Regions from separate parts of the Sus scrofa genome. Here all the other regions are linked to region 2. Evidence: chromatin contacts called from public HiChIP or PLAC-seq data. All regions are on one chromosome and are shown on one strand. The core of a region is the stretch at or near the end of the contact, and the rest is flanking DNA. Distances in the headings are between cores, read along the strand shown.

Evidence for each region. HiChIP or PLAC-seq counts read pairs in DNA pulled down with a chosen protein or histone mark.
Region 1: a contact with region 2 is called in an H3K27ac HiChIP or PLAC-seq map of alveolar macrophages. The contact joins two enhancer-like sites. A contact is called at or near these places in 2 of 2 datasets of contacts at active chromatin or transcription factors (alveolar macrophages and skeletal muscle).
Region 3: a contact with region 2 is called in an H3K27ac HiChIP or PLAC-seq map of alveolar macrophages. The contact joins two enhancer-like sites. A contact is called at or near these places in 2 of 2 datasets of contacts at active chromatin or transcription factors (alveolar macrophages and skeletal muscle).

Annotation. Positions count from the first base shown.
Region 1 is chr3:77,814,141-77,816,840 of Sscrofa11.1, forward strand. No RefSeq gene overlaps it. Among named protein-coding and RNA genes, the nearest start is that of VPS54, 41 kb to the right of the region's middle. Within about 2 kb of position 1,406, at least 27 of the 83 cell types and tissues checked have an H3K27ac peak or open chromatin away from gene starts, as enhancers often do. A contact at or near this core is called in alveolar macrophages and skeletal muscle, where this site is marked.
Region 2 is chr3:77,657,086-77,659,785 of Sscrofa11.1, forward strand. No RefSeq gene overlaps it. Among named protein-coding and RNA genes, the nearest start is that of PELI1, 82 kb to the right of the region's middle. Within about 2 kb of position 1,431, at least 49 of the 83 cell types and tissues checked have an H3K27ac peak or open chromatin away from gene starts, as enhancers often do. A contact at or near this core is called in alveolar macrophages and skeletal muscle, where this site is marked.
Region 3 is chr3:77,834,488-77,837,187 of Sscrofa11.1, forward strand. No RefSeq gene overlaps it. Among named protein-coding and RNA genes, the nearest start is that of VPS54, 20 kb to the right of the region's middle. Within about 2 kb of position 1,439, at least 5 of the 83 cell types and tissues checked have an H3K27ac peak or open chromatin away from gene starts, as enhancers often do. A contact at or near this core is called in alveolar macrophages, where this site is marked.

The DNA of each region.
Region 1 (2,700 bases), core at 156-2,655, 160 kb after region 2:
CAGGGGCAAGACAGCTTACAAAACCAACATCAGCACAAAGCAAAGGGATAAGCCCAAGACACACCAAGGAGGAGAAGTGGCTCGAAGATTCCTGGTAAGATGAAAAGTATTGAATGTTCATTGTCAAGCACTGCATATTAGATTCTGTGCGTCAGCATTTTTTTTTCATTTCAGAAGCTTTTATTTTTCTTATTTTTTAAATAGTTCATGCTTACACATGGTACAAACGCAGTAAGGTACAAAAGGTATACCGTGAAAAATAAATCTTTCACCTCTATCCCCCAGCTACCCTCCCTGGAGGCATTCAGTGTTGACAGAATTGATCCCTGCCCTCCCCTCCCCCCTCTGGAGGTGCAGAAACTGCGTTTTCTTCATGCAACGAAAATACAGACCTTTCTAATGCGGCAAATTTGAAATGGATACATTAAAAAATATATCAGATTTACAAACGTTTTATATATATATATATATATATATAGTAACTGTATTGTCTATAATGACTTCTTGCTCAAAAGTTCCCATTGATGTAGGTGGAAAACACTCGATCTTGCCAATTAAAAACACCTCGGTCCTTAAACCAGTCTCCCTTGGGAAATCACTGGCTTTCGGGGTTTCTCTCTCATCCCAGGGTTCTCCTCTCCCCTTCCCTTTCCCCGAATGTTGCCCAGGTGGCAGGCACACTACAGGGGAGGTGCAGGGAAGGCCTGCCAACTGCCAGGCTTTCCTGGCCTCAAGGCTTTGGTGAGTAAATTGTTCTCTCTGGCCTTTGGGTTACCGTGATTCCAGCTACTCACTGGGATCTGAAGGTCGCACACCTTATACCTTCTTGGCCCAAGGCCAGGCCTCTTCCAGCCCATTCACCCCGCCAACCTCCATCATTCCCCGACAGGGTCTCCTGACAACCACGCACAGACCCGGGAACTGGGAGCACGGTCTCCAGGCCTCTGGTTGCCCAAACCTAACATTTCCACCTCTCTGCAGTTGGCCTGGTTCCAAAGGGGAACACAGGGTCCACACCTCTCCTGAACTTAGGGCTCCGCCACCCCTCCTCTGGGGCACCCTGTGCTTATACCCTCTGACTCTCACAGCTTCCTGGCTGCTGCTTAAACTTTTATCTTCCCTGACAGTCATGGGAAAATGGCTCTCACGTCACATCCTGTGTTCTTCCTGGCACTGTCTGTGACCTGCTTGGGGTGGGGGCAGTCCTCCAAGCTCCGCCTCATCCGTGTATAGTTACATATATTTTTCATTTAGCCAAGTCTGGCTTTTACGAATCAAAAGCACTTAATTTCAAACTATTGTCTTCCTATGAATTTTTTTAAATCCTGTTTTGAAACTCAAAGCTAAATGATGACCTATGCACTCTTGGCTGGGTTTTTTTCCTCCCCGTGACTCAAAGCATGACATTGACTCAATGGGTGGGTGAGCCATGGGGACAGGGCTGATTGGGAAGGCAAACATGCTGATTGAGTATCTCATAAATGTTATCTCCATTACATCAGCATAAGGTTTCCAGTGCTCAGAGGAAGCCAATGTCAGTGTGGTAAATGTTACCAAGTTTTCAGTTGTGATGTTGGGTACACCCACTTCATGTGAAAACTTCATGGTCCGCAAACTGAGTATAAGCAAAACCTAATTGTGTGAATTCTGCCATTATCCACCCAGTTAGGCAGTACAAGCGTGAGTCATTCTGGATTCCTCTCTTTTCTTCGCACCCCATATATCCATCTGCTATTCAGAACCATCAAAGGGAAGGGGAGACTTTTTCTGATAGTCACCAAAGCGGCGTATGGGCCAGCAGTAGAAGCCCATGTCTGTCATTGGACTTTCTGCCATTGTCTCCTCCCTGGTCTCCTTGCTTCTATGTTTGACTTCCTACAATCTCTTCTCCACAAAGCAGCCAGACTTATCTTTTAAAATATAATTTAGGAGTTCCCGTCGTGGCGCAGTGGTTAACAAATCCGACTAGGAACCCTGAGGTTGCGGGTTCGGTCCCTGCCTTTGCTCAGTGGGTTAACAATCCGGCGTTGCCATAAGCTGTGGTGTAGGTCGCAGACGCGGCTCGGATCCCGTGTTGCTGTGGCTCTGGCATAGGCCGGCGGCTACAGCTCCGATTAGACCCCTAGCCTGGGAACCTCCATTTGCCACAGGAGCAGCCCAAGAAATAGCAAAAAGACAAAAAATAAAAAAAATTAAAAAATAAAATAAAATATAATTTAGATCTTATCACTTCCCAGCTTCCTTGCCTTAAACCCTCCAATAGCTTCCTATCACTCTTTGAACTGACTCCATCTCCCTCTTCAGCCTTACCTCCTCATCTCCTTCCAAACCTTCCCCCTTACTCTGCTCCAGCCACACTGCCCACCTTTCTGCCCTCAAATACACCAGCCTCATTTTGACCCCAAGGCCTTTGCACTTACTCTTTCTTTATTAGCAAAACTCTTCCCTAGATTGTCATACTGCTGCCTCCTTCTCAGCCTTCAGGCCTCAACTCAGATGTCGTCAAGCAGCCACATCCCACCCCAGGTACCACTGACCAAATTACTCTATTTATCTTCGTAGCCCTTAGTTCCTGAAATTGTATTATTTATTTACATGTTTATTACCTATCTCCTCCTCACTTGGAATGTAACCACCTTGGACAAGAGTTTGATTTGCCTTCCTCAGAATGATATTTTTGCGTTAAACAGTGCCTGGCGC
Region 2 (2,700 bases), core at 181-2,680:
TCAACAGAGTGTAGACTAGGGTCTGGGACTCAGCCTAAAATCAAACAAATGAAAAAGGGTGTTGTGGTACTGTGATCACTGCCTCTGCACAGTGTGTAATCCTTCCTCAAGCTGCTTGGTTCCCACACTTCCCCACTGGCACTCCCCTTCTCAGCTGCATCCCATCCCAGCTTCCTACCTGACCTCTATGTTCTCTTTAGGGGACTCCCCCCCACCCCGACCCTCCACATGTGGAAGTTCTGGGGCCAGGGATGGAACCTGCACCACAGCTGCAGCCCAAGCCACAGAAGTTACAATGTCAGATCCTTAACCCACTGCACCACCAGGGAAATGAAGTCTGACTTTTTTCTTGACTTTGGTGGATGTGGTTTTTTGCCTTCTTTTCTTCTCATGGAACTCCACCTCCAGCAGTATGTACCCCAGCTGACTTCCATTCTGTTTTATACTCAGCTAAATTCTGCCAATCTTGTCCAGACAAAAGACAAAATAACAATAAAAATAACACTTCACTTCCTGTTTAAAATATGCCTGCCATTGTACAAACATTTTATATTTATGATCATATATAGGTGGGTAAATATGCAACCACCATACATTAATATATAAATATATACTACATATGATTAGTATTATGTAATGGTACACTCTCATATTTTATGTATGTATGTATGTATATAAATAAAATTTCATCTTCAGACCACCATGAGGTAGGTGATATTATCACCTCCTATAATTATACAGATGAAGAAACTGAGGCAAAAGCAGTTGACTTGGCAATATTCATACAGATTGTAAGTGGTCAAATTGGAACTTTAATTCAGGATGTTGTTTTTTGGCAGCACCAATGGCATGTGGAAGTTCCTTGGCCAGGGATGGAGCCTGAGCCATAGCAGTGAAAATGCTGGATCCTTAACCTGCTGCACTTCAAGGGAACTTCCAGGATGTCTGTTTTTTAACTGCTACTGCTATACTACTACTACTAAATAAAGATGATGGAGAGGAGTTAGAGAAAAGATGGCTTGGTGATCTAAGAAAAAAATTTTAAATGCGTGGAGCAGTTGTAATTAGCCATGAGAAGGCAGAAGAAAGTCTCCATTGGAGAGAATTGCAAAGGAAGAGGTGCCACCAGAGGATAAAAATCCTCCAATTATTCACACAAGGGGTATTTGTTTTCTCAAATAGGGACAAACTCCTGGAAAGGATAATGCCTGAATTTTTATCAATGGAATTTCACAGACTCTGGCAGGTGGGTGACAGGGAGATTTGAGCCCCTCAAGTGACAGCTCGCTCCTAGGCCCTGCCTCAGAAAAGTCCATTCGTCTTGGCAAAGCCCCTCCCACGCACGCACAATGTGCCGTCTCCTGCCGGCTTGAGGCTGGACATCTTGTCAGCCCTGCACACAAAACGAGAACTGTTTCCCCTGCGCGCAGCTGGCGCGCCCTTTCAGCAGGTCCCAGCTGCCCGGAGCCGCGCACGCCGCGGGGCCACGCCTCCGGATGAATATTCATGACGCCTTGTGCTCGGAGACCCGGATTTCACAGACTCTAAAAGGTTTAGATAGAGCATAGGGGTTTTTAGATAGGGGTTAGATGGGAGGAGGGAGCTGGGCTTTGTCTGGGCTTGCTTTTTGAAAACTACAAAGAGGAGAGAGCACATGAAAACTGAAGTCCAGAATTGCTAATCTAGGCCAGGTAAGATTTGTCAAGGGAGCTCGCTGTTCCTTGTAGTTTATCAAGTCTTTCAGTGTCCCTCTACAACCACAACCTGCAATTGCTGGTGTTTCCCAGACAAACTCTCTTCGTAATACTGGTAAGCATGAAAAGAACCGAGAGTAAGCTGTTAGCAGGGTATTATTAAATGCGTGCTTCTTAACTCTCATACAGGTAAAACTCTGCGTTAAATATGCCCCCTCTCACAAGGGGTCCTGGCAGGTATGTTAATTTGCACATTCTGATGAGCTAATCTATGACGCTTCTATGGGTGTCAGGCTATGTCATAGGCTAGAAACTTTTAAGTCAACTTTTAAAATACGTATACTCTTAGCTCTGGTTGGGCCATAATCAGGGAATTAACCATACCTGTTACCGAACTCAGGTTCAGCTGCTTACCACTCATAAAAGGATAATTTGAGAGGCAACTGTCAATACAAAGGAAAGGGGCTTTAAATCAGAAAAGCCCTCAGTCTGGAGAGATGGCAGGCAGAGGCCAGCTCTGAAGATTCTGCTCAGCATTGACAGTTTTTAAAGGGAAAAATTGTGTAAGGGGGAACAATCTCAGTGAGTCATGGAGGCAGGACGCTGGATTCTGCATCATTCCCCCTCGATTGCAGGAAGGCTGACTCTGTCTTCAGATGTTATCTTGCCAGAGTCATCTGCCTGCAGGATTGCTTAGGGGGTTGTTGGGAGTAGAGAGCTAGTCATTAAAAAAAAAAAAAAAAAAAAATTATTTTTTTCATTCTTTTTATCTAGGAAAAGAATCAACAGGTTAGCCAAGGCATGGTGTGCATTCAGGAGAGCATAAGTCTGGAGTTAGGTTAAATTGCCTAGTGATCTCATTTCTATACTTAGGTTCTTTTAAAGTTAGAAGAGAACAGAAATGGGCCAACAGGCAAAGGGCAAAATAGCTGCCTTCAGTTCCCTTCTGTCGAACATCATTCCACTTCTGTGGGATTAAGGGCAAATATCCATCTTCTGTAACTTC
Region 3 (2,700 bases), core at 189-2,688, 180 kb after region 2:
GAGGCATGGGATAAATGAAATAAAAATATAAGATGTTAGTTTTTAAGCTGTGCAACAGACAGCAGAAAGTTCATTATTCTGTTCCACTTTTGAGTATTTCAATTGTTTTATAATAAAAAAGTTAAAATGAGTAAAATTTCAATCTTAGGATAGGGAAATTTGTAAAACCCAAAAGTTGTAAATGAAAAAAAAAATGATGCCTTCAACATCCATTCCAGCCCCCTTCTTCCCTGCCTCCTATTGTAAAGGCTGTAAAGTAAATGCTGGCTTTGTGAGCCCCCAGGCAATGAGCCTGTCTATGTGACCTAATGCTGGTTTACTGAGGCGTAGGCAGAAATCAAACATTTTTAGCTACATACACAAGCAATACAAATACAAATTAAAATGAGACATCATCTATTTTTCACCTATTAGATTGGTAAAGATCAAAAAGGTTGACACCAAGTGTCAACAGTTCAAGGACAAAGTTGTTCTTCTACTCTATTGGTTCATATAAAATCTTTTGGAAGGGAAATCTGGAAGTATCTATCAAGATCTTCCTGAAAGCAAAAGCAACAATTGAGTGGTAAGAGGGGATAGGAAGGACACGAGTAGAAGAATCTATGTAGAGTCAAATTGTTTAATTAGATGACTGACTAAATGTAGAAGAAAGGGTACAAAATTACTGGGACATTAATAGAAATAGGAAAGTTAGGAATAGGCACTTGTTTGGGCACTTAAATAATAAATAATCCTATTTGAAATATGTTAGCTTTTCTGTTACTTCACAATGAAGGCAATTTTTGCAGTTGCTCTAAATCTAAAGCCTAGAATGTTAAGACATATACTCATATAGAAGATGAATAATTTCATCAAGCAGCAATCCAGAAATTTAACAGGAAACAAACTGAGAGAATGCTATTTAGCCTCAGCCATAAGCAGGACTCCTTAAAGAAAATGTATTTCAAATAATGGTTAGAAACTCCCCTCTGCCCCATCCAACTGGCAAATATTTGATAAAAATAACCTAGATTAGTGGAGAGGTAAGGAAGTTGATAATTGTCATATATGCTGGTGGCAGTAAAAGTGATAGCAACCTCTGGGAGACAACTTGATAGCATATAGCAAAAACCTTAAAAAGTAAGCCTTTAGGCCATCAACTCCAATTCTATCTGAAAAGCTTATGCAAATATTTTAAATGTAGTTTTTGTGTTTTTTTTCATCAATGTAATATAGGCACATGGTTCTTAAAAAATAAATTATTCTAAAAGACTTATGTGGGGATGCAGTTGGACCTCTGCTCCATCTCTTACCCATACTGCTCTTAAAGACTGCCACTTTCAATCTCTAGCTGTTTTATCTGTTATTTACCTCTTTGTGTTGAAGTACTTTGCTCATTCAGCTCTTTCTTGATCTAGTTTAAGACATCCTGTTATGGTGGTTGAGGATTAAGCTCTGTTACTCAACTTCTGCCCTCACTTCCCTTCCACAACTCCTCCCACTAATTTTATCATAATCTTTGAATGTCACATGGCAAGGTTTTTGGCAAAAATGCCACAAGGCAAAAATGTTCTGATTAATTCAGTAGTTAGAATTTACACAATTATGATTAGAGATAAAGACTTTTTTTCAAGCTTCATATGGCTAGCAATATTTTTTTCCAAATCTCCAAACACAAAACCATCAATCTATCAGTTCCATTTTTTTCCTCAAAACAAAACAAAACCCCTGTCCTCTTCATCTAATCAGGCTAAATACCCAGACTTTGAGGCATAATTGTTCTTCTAGGACTTCTTTCACCATCCTCTGAGTCAGCTCCCTGTTTCCTGGACTCCTTGTCATCTTTCTTGGTTGACTCTCTTAAATTGCTGAAATAGTAATTTCCTTCTAATAGCAATTTCCTTCTGAAATAGTAATTTCCCAAAGCAAATTTTTGAGATCATGAATCTCTGAAAATGTCTTTATTCTACTCTCACACTGTATTAGTGGTTACATAAAAAAATCTTAGCTAAACATAATTTCACTACAGAATGTTGAAGATAATATTCAGTTGACTTCTAGAATTGAGTAATACTAAGATGCCTAAAGTTATTGTTTCTTCTTCCTTTTGCTGCAATCATTTTTCCCCTTTTTAGAAGCCCTTATAAATTTTATTCTCAGTGCTCTACTATTTCATCATGTCATTCTTACAGGCCTTTTTTCATTTGTTAGGCTGGATGGCTGGACTATGTCAACCTGGAGACTCACCTTCTTCACATCAGATAAAGCTTTTTGGATTTTGTTTATAATTTTTTCTTCTTCATATTTGTTCTGTCCTCTCTGGAATTCTAACTAGCTGAACAATGGAATTTCTGCTTGATTTTTTTTAAGTCTCTTACATTTTTATCCTACTTTTCATCTCCTTGTCTTCTTTGTCTTCAATATTCCCTCCTGATCTGCTTTGGGGCTTTATTTCTGTGATAATATTTTTAATTTTCAAATATCTTTTTTTTTTTTCCTGTATCCATATTATCTTTGTTTCCTCCAAGTTCCTTTTGTGTTTGTTTCTTTTTTTTTTTTTTTTTTCTGTCTTTTTTGACATTTCTTGGGCTGCTCCCGTGGCATATGGAGGTTCCCAGGCTAGGGGTCTAATCGGAGCTGAGCTGCCAGCCTACGCCAGGGCCACAGCAACGCGGGATCCGAGCCGCGTCTGCAACCTACACCACAGCTCACGGCAACGCC